Regions from separate parts of the Ovis aries genome. Here region 1 is linked to region 2. A link is a contact called in public Hi-C data. All regions are on one chromosome and are shown on one strand. Each heading gives the region's core, a stretch centred on a gene start, on an enhancer-like site or on the middle of the called end of the contact. The rest is flanking DNA. Distances are from core to core; before and after follow the strand shown. Region 1 has its middle 65 kb from the start of QPCT. Region 2 has its middle 46 kb from the start of RMDN2.

What was found. A called contact is a pair of places that touch in the nucleus more often than the background predicts.
Region 1: a Hi-C map of blood shows a contact between it and region 2, with 3 times the contacts expected there. The contact joins two enhancer-like sites. A contact is called at or near these places in 7 of 16 Hi-C or Micro-C datasets (blood, hypothalamus, mixed tissues and 2 more).

What each region holds. Positions count from the first base shown.
Region 1 is chr3:86,651,219-86,654,473 of ARS-UI_Ramb_v3.0, reverse strand. No RefSeq gene overlaps it. Among named protein-coding and RNA genes, the nearest start is that of QPCT, 65 kb to the left of the region's middle. Within about 2 kb of position 1,518, at least 11 of the 54 cell types and tissues checked have an H3K27ac peak or open chromatin away from gene starts, as enhancers often do.
Region 2 is chr3:86,195,880-86,199,256 of ARS-UI_Ramb_v3.0, reverse strand. No RefSeq gene overlaps it. Among named protein-coding and RNA genes, the nearest start is that of RMDN2, 46 kb to the right of the region's middle. Within about 2 kb of position 1,511, at least 4 of the 54 cell types and tissues checked have an H3K27ac peak or open chromatin away from gene starts, as enhancers often do.

The sequences.
Region 1 (3,255 bases), core at 269-2,768, 460 kb before region 2:
ACAACAGTATTATTATCCCCATTTTGCAGATGAGAAAACAGAAGCCTGGAGGTCAAGGAACTTAACCCAAGTTACCCACCAAGTAAGCAGCTGAACTGCAATGTAAACTCAAATCTCTGACACCAGAGCTCTGACCCCTTAACTCTAAAGGGGTTGAACTATAAACTATCAGTTCAGTTCAGTTCAGTTGCTCAGTCGTGTCCGACTGTTTGTGACCCCATGAACCACAGCATGCCAGGCCTCCCTGTCCATCACCAACTCCCGAAGTCCACCCAAACCCATGTCCACTGAATCAGTGATGCCATCCAACCATCTCATCCTCTGTCGTCCCCTTCTCCTCCTGCCCTCAATCTTTCCCAGCATCAGCTTCCTGGCTATTTTCCCAACTTGATAAATGAGAACACATCTGATAGAGGTCAAACCAGTTACAGGACTTGTCCTGGCTTACGGAGATGTCCAGATGGCTCACTGAGATGTCTAGACTTGGTGTTCATTCTCTTGATCCAGAGGTTTCCTGTTCTTTGTGGTGTAGGCTCATCTGCAAAGGGACATGAGGGAAGAAAGAGGAAGAGGTGGGACTTCTTGGTGGGGACACATTGAGGGGATCTTAACACAGCGGAAAAGCCAGAAGGATGCTAGGTGGCAGACCCTTCTATCACCACATCCTTGTGGGCTACAGCCGCCCTGACCCTGGCTTGGGTCATGAACTAACTGGAGATTGTCTACATTTTGGTGCTGGGTAGAGCAAGCTGGGGCAGATGGGGCAGCTTGAACAAAAATGTGTAACCTTGTCTGACTCATCCTGGCTTTGGAACTGCCTGGTCAACAGTGGGTGGCAGCAATTCCTTCCTGGAAGGGGCAGGTGCTTTGGGTTCCTTTCTGCCACTCTTGCTTTATTTTGTCCTTGGTAGAATGCAAAGTTTGATGATCTTATTATCTTATTCCTGTGTTTATAGGGGTTTGTTTTACTCTGCCTAATCGTCTATCCCCTTGCTGCTTGTCTTCATGAGAGAGGCTCACAGCTGCCACTCAGGCAACCTTCACACTTACTCACCCCCACCACATCCTTGCCATCATAATCAGCTGCCTTTGCATGGAGACTTCACCCCCACAGTGATCCAAGACTTTACCCTCACAGTAATCCAAGACTTCGAAACTTGGCAGAGCCTCCTCCTGTGATGGGTTAAGACCCTGTCCCAGGGGTCTCTTCTGTAATATACGGCACTGAACTACAGGGAGAGGTGGCATATTTATCTTCTCTGGAGGGGATGAGGGGCCAGGCTAGCTAGTTGAAATCCTTAACTCTCTGGGAGGGCTGCTCTCTGATAGAGAGGAGTGGATTCTGGGGCAATGAGAAGGAGTCCCCAGTATTTCTATCTGTAGATTATGAATGAGAAAACCAGGCTTTAAATCCCTCCTTCCTTCCTTTCTTCTTCTTCTTCTTTTCTAATAGACTTGGAGGCACACAGGCATGTATTTCAGTTACAGTCAACAGCTTCAGTGACCTTTGTAACTTAAAAAACTATTGGACTGTGGGAGGTAGTAAAGCTAGAATTAGAATAGAGCTGGCTCAACTGGTGTATAAACCATCCTGGCTGCCAGTTTTGTTTTCTGAAAATTAGAGATTTGGACAAGGAGAACTTTTGGAAATTTTAAGACTTGTTAATTCCAACATTTTATTTTGGGGAAAAAGTGGAAATTTCAAGCTGACTTTTTGAGTAAGACAATGATATAAATCTTTAAAAACATAAAGTGGAGAAGGGTGTGGGGGTGGGTCTTTAATTTCCTGGATTTTCATGGATTCAAAGTGTCGACTCTTGTCACAGCCACCTACGTGGTTTAACCCACTGTAGGTTTCTAAGCTGAATCCACGTAGAATACTCTTCAGACTTGTGTGGTAGTTGTACAAAGCTGACCATTTATAACCTGCTAGGGCTTAGTTATGTGTCTTAAACACTCATAAGACAAATAAATTGTCCTAGTGGTCTATATTTGGTGCCCTTTTTTTTTTTTTTTTTGCATCCCTGTGTACAGAGCTGAACTGAGCTGGTTGCTTGTTCTTGATGCAAATAAATATAATGGCCCAATTGTCTCCTTATGCCAGGGGGTGGACTATGAGCACACCCAGAGCCCTGTGGGAGCCCACAGAAGGGAGGTGGCTATTTGGACATTTAGTCTGTAACGGAGACAAGTTAACGATCCTGCCTGGGGCATTCCAGAGCTTATTTAATGATAAAATTGGACTCAAATTCTCCACCAGGGCTTGTAAGTTCTGTGCAATGCAGGATGGGGTGAGAGTGTAGTTAAGTATACATCCGAAAGGCATTTTAACCTGTGAGGAAACAGCAAATCCCCTCTGTGATTTGAAAATCCCCTCAATTTTAAAACGTGGCAAGACATTGCCTTGAAAACACTGACTGCGCTGTGAGGCAGAGGGGATCAGGCAAAGGCATTGGTGGCTTGGTGCACTTTTTGGCAAATGAGGAAGCAAGACAGGGCCTTCAAATACAAGAGGGACTAGGTCAGGAATGAGGGAGATCCATGGAAAGAAGAGGTAAAAAAGAGGTGAGGGAAGAATGTACACCGCCAGGAGTGAAGTCTGTTGTAAACTGTGTATAAATATGGGCTTACCTGTAGTAACAAACACATGCACAAAGTTAATAATTGGGAAAACTGGGAAGGCAGGTGTGTGAGAAGTCTATACTTTTCCCCAAATTTCCGTAAACCTAAAACATCTTCCTCAATAGAGTCTACTAGTTAAAGAGACAGCCAGACAGACAGAGAGGAGAAAAGGGAGAAGAAGAAGAAGAAAGAAGAAGGAAAGAGAAGAAGACTGTGGGAAAGCAGAGAGCCCTTGTCTAGAGTTGACATGTTAAGTCTAACTGAGTGGAAAGCAGAGAAGTTTCTCAATGCTTTGGAGAGAGAAAGTAGAAGGTACACTTGGCAGGAGAGAAAATGCAACGTTAGTTAGAATTTCCACAGGATCAAGGGAGCTGGGTTGCAACAAGGTCAGTGCACTCAGAGAGGAGAACTTGCATCTGGCATCAAAAAGGACCATCATCCTGTGAAACTGGGTGGGAGCTAGACCTCAGGAGAAGCGTGTGGACGGTCCGAATAGCAACAGTAATGACACTAGTGTGTGCTAAGTCGCTTCAGTCATGTCCGACTCTTTGCAACCCTATGGACCATAGCCCACCAGGCGCCTCTGTCCATGGGATTCTTCAGGCAAGAATGTTGGAGTGGGGTACCATGCCC
Region 2 (3,377 bases), core at 262-2,761:
AAGAGAGAGCCTGACGCTGTGACTCAAACATATTCAGAGACATAAAAGCCAATCCCCAAAGCACATGACTGAGGATTCCTGATGGTAAAGGAAGAGCTTGCACTTGCAAGAGAGACTGGATTTGTGTGTCTCCAAAAGCGATGGGAGGACGACACAGTGAGGCCGTAGCAGAGTGCTCTGTGTCCCTTCAGGATGCTCTGAGACGGACGGGTGCCTCGACAGGCAATGGGGTCGCTGTCACTTAGAGTTTTAAGGCTGAAGCAGGATGACAAGATACTGGGGCACAAAGAGGGAATTCAAATAGCAGCTGAGAATCACACTGAATGGCTTCTAAGTTTTCATCATCTTGTTCTTACTCAATAACCCAGTTGTCGAGGGGACTAAGGGCCAAATCACAATTTTACATGGAAGTAGTATTTTTTTTAAGGGAAAATGCTTGATTTTTTTGTTTTGCTCTTAAATTTAATTTTCTGATTCTGATCCCTTACTTTTCTTTTTACAGTAAGTAAGTAACATTTTTAAACTGTGTAGCATGTTTCCACTCTGACTCCAGAGTCTGGTTTTTATCTCGGGCGTGCTGCCGTGCTACAGGACTTGACGTGCCTTTTGTGTTCGGTAATGTCTTCATCTGAACAACAGGCCTGGAAAGGTTGATCCCCCAGTGCCGAAGCCAAGCATTGACTGGATAGAAGTTGATGAATTTATATAGGAACTAAGCAATTTCAATCTGTTTTCCTTTTTTCTGTGTATGCAATTCCCTGTCTGCATTCCAGCCTTGGTGGAGAGGCGGCCCCAGTTATCGCCTCTGCACAGACATGGTGGAGGTTGACAGTAGGGGCCAGGTCGACCTGCTTCTTTCCAAACTGTTCCAAGGCTGACGGGTTTACTTACATGCACACACACAAAATGCGCTTTGGAAAGTTATTTTACAAAACTGAATCTCACGCGGGGAACTACGTGCCTTTCTAAGCGGAACGTCAGATATTTCTGCGTGGATTTAACCTGATCTTCTTTTCTTTTGATCCAACTCCATATTGCTTGATATGACGCAGATTTCCTGAGTGACCCGGGCATCAGGAGTCACAGGCACGTAGGGTTTTGTACTCTTTCTTGGAAAATGGGAGAAACAACTTCTGTTCATCTGCAAAGCACCACAATGGATAGCGTTTCTGAAACTTTCATAGGTCCCATGTTCAGACTGGGGTGTGTGTGTGTGCATATGTGTGTGCGTATGTGTGATGCTAGTGAGGATGGAGAATGGGAGTAGAAGAAACTGCAAAAAAAAAAAAAATCTTAATTCTTTTTTTGACCATCTCCTAGCAGCCAACCTGCACCCCAAATAACAAAAAAAAACAATAATGTAATATATTTATAGTCATTTTCCTTCTTTGTTCTTAGAAAGCATTCCTTCCAGGTTGTTTTGTTTTAGTCCTGAGCAAGCAGCAATGCTGCCTAAGAACAGAGGGAATCTTCACAAGCAGGTGTCACGGTAGACTAAAATTTACCACAAAAGATGCTCTGACAGATATTCAGGGTGCAGATAATCCTTACAGCCTGCACAGTGATTAGCTAGAATGCTAAGCAGCTATTCCCATCAATGACTGTAATTAGTCATCTTTTAACACAGCCAAACCAGCTCCCGGCATCTCTTCTTAGAAGTCTCTAGAATCTATAAATAGAATATGTTAAGCATTCCCCACCTTATAGTCAGTCACACCCTCCCCTCCAACGGTCCTTTGTCTCTCTTCCTCTGTTCTCTGCTCTGTTAGTCTCTGCTTCCTCCACCCAGCCCTCTCCTACAGGCAATCCAGCCCAGACACTCCTTCTCACTGTTTCTCTTTTTTATTAGAAGAGAAACATTTTGCAGATGACCCTCCCCCACCCCACCAAGTGAGCAGAGTTCCCTGTGTCTTCTTTCTTACAGCCTCCCTAAAGGGCACCCCAACGATGCCTGTGCCCCACCCTGCAGGAGTCCAGGAGTCCAGGCGACTTAGGGCTAGCTGCGGTGGGAGGTACCACGATGTCTAGACTCCAGGATGGGGAGGGGAGGCAGGAAGGAAGGAGGCTGAGCAAAGGGTAGAAACAGAGGCAACCAGTTGGCTGGGAGGCTTACATCCCATGAGAGCATTAACTCCAACTCCTGCTCCAGGACTGTAAGGCTGCAGCCAAGACAAGTGACCCTGTGCTCTTACAACACGCCCGCTCTTCTCCTAACTCCCCCGGAGCTGCCGCAGGACAAACCACCAGCCATTCCCACCCCCAATTGCAGGCAAAATGTTGAAAGGTTTCAAGGAAGAATGCAGTTACAGGACATTGAAGTACAGCCCACGGAAGGGTAAGCAGACAGCTCCCCTGGGGCAGTGCAGGAGTCTCACCTCCTCCCTTGGCCTGCTGAGTCTGAAAGCACAGGGTAGCCAAGGAAGCCCTAATTCCTGGGGCTCTGACCTGTTCGAGGAAGTTGCTTACAGACACGGCTTTCTCATCACCCACATCTCACTTGCTTGTGCTCTGGCCCTCACCCCTGATTCGCGCCACCCTCCCTCCTTCAAATTCCCTAGGGTTCTATTTTGTTGCTACTGACTGTCCCTGGTACAGAGCCCCTGGCCCCGCTCTGTCTGCTTTCTAGCCTCATCAGTCTAGACTGGCTTGCTTTTGCTTTGGGGGTCGGGGGGAGGGGTCGGGGTCTGTGGGGAGGAAAGGCTGGAAGAGGAGTCAGGAACATCAACCACCAAAAGGAAGAATGGTAACACAAGTAGACTGTTTAAGCTTTACATTTGGCAAGACTTTCGATACAGTGTCCGATATTCATTCAACACATAGTTATGGGGAAGGGGACACACTGTTCTGGGCTCTGAGGACACAGATGGTAAAAGGCAAAGTCTCAAAGTCTGTTAATAGATCGCCTTTCCACTTAAACTAGCTAGGGTTTCTCATGCTTTTACCTAAAGATAGGTAACACTGTTGCAGGAAGGGGGACCCCTTCCAGGGCCCGAAACTGGGCTCTTGTCTAACACTCAGAAATGAATTGTCTGAGGAGACACATGTGCTGGCAAAGCAAGAGATTTTATTGGGAAAGGGCACCCGGGTGGAGAGCAGGAGGGTAAGGGAACCCAGGAGAACTGCTCTGCCACGTGGCTCGCATTCTTGGGTTTTTTGGTGATGGGATTAGTTTCCGAGTGGTCTTTGGCCAATTATTCTAATTCAGAGTCTTTCCTGGTGGCGCACGCATCACTCAACCAAGATGGATGCTAGCGAGAGGGATTCTGGGAAGTGGACGGACACGCAGTGTCTCCTTTAGACCTTTCCCCAACTCTTCCGGTTGGTGGTGGCTTATTAGTTCCCTATTCCTTATCAGGATCTCCTGTCATAAAACAACT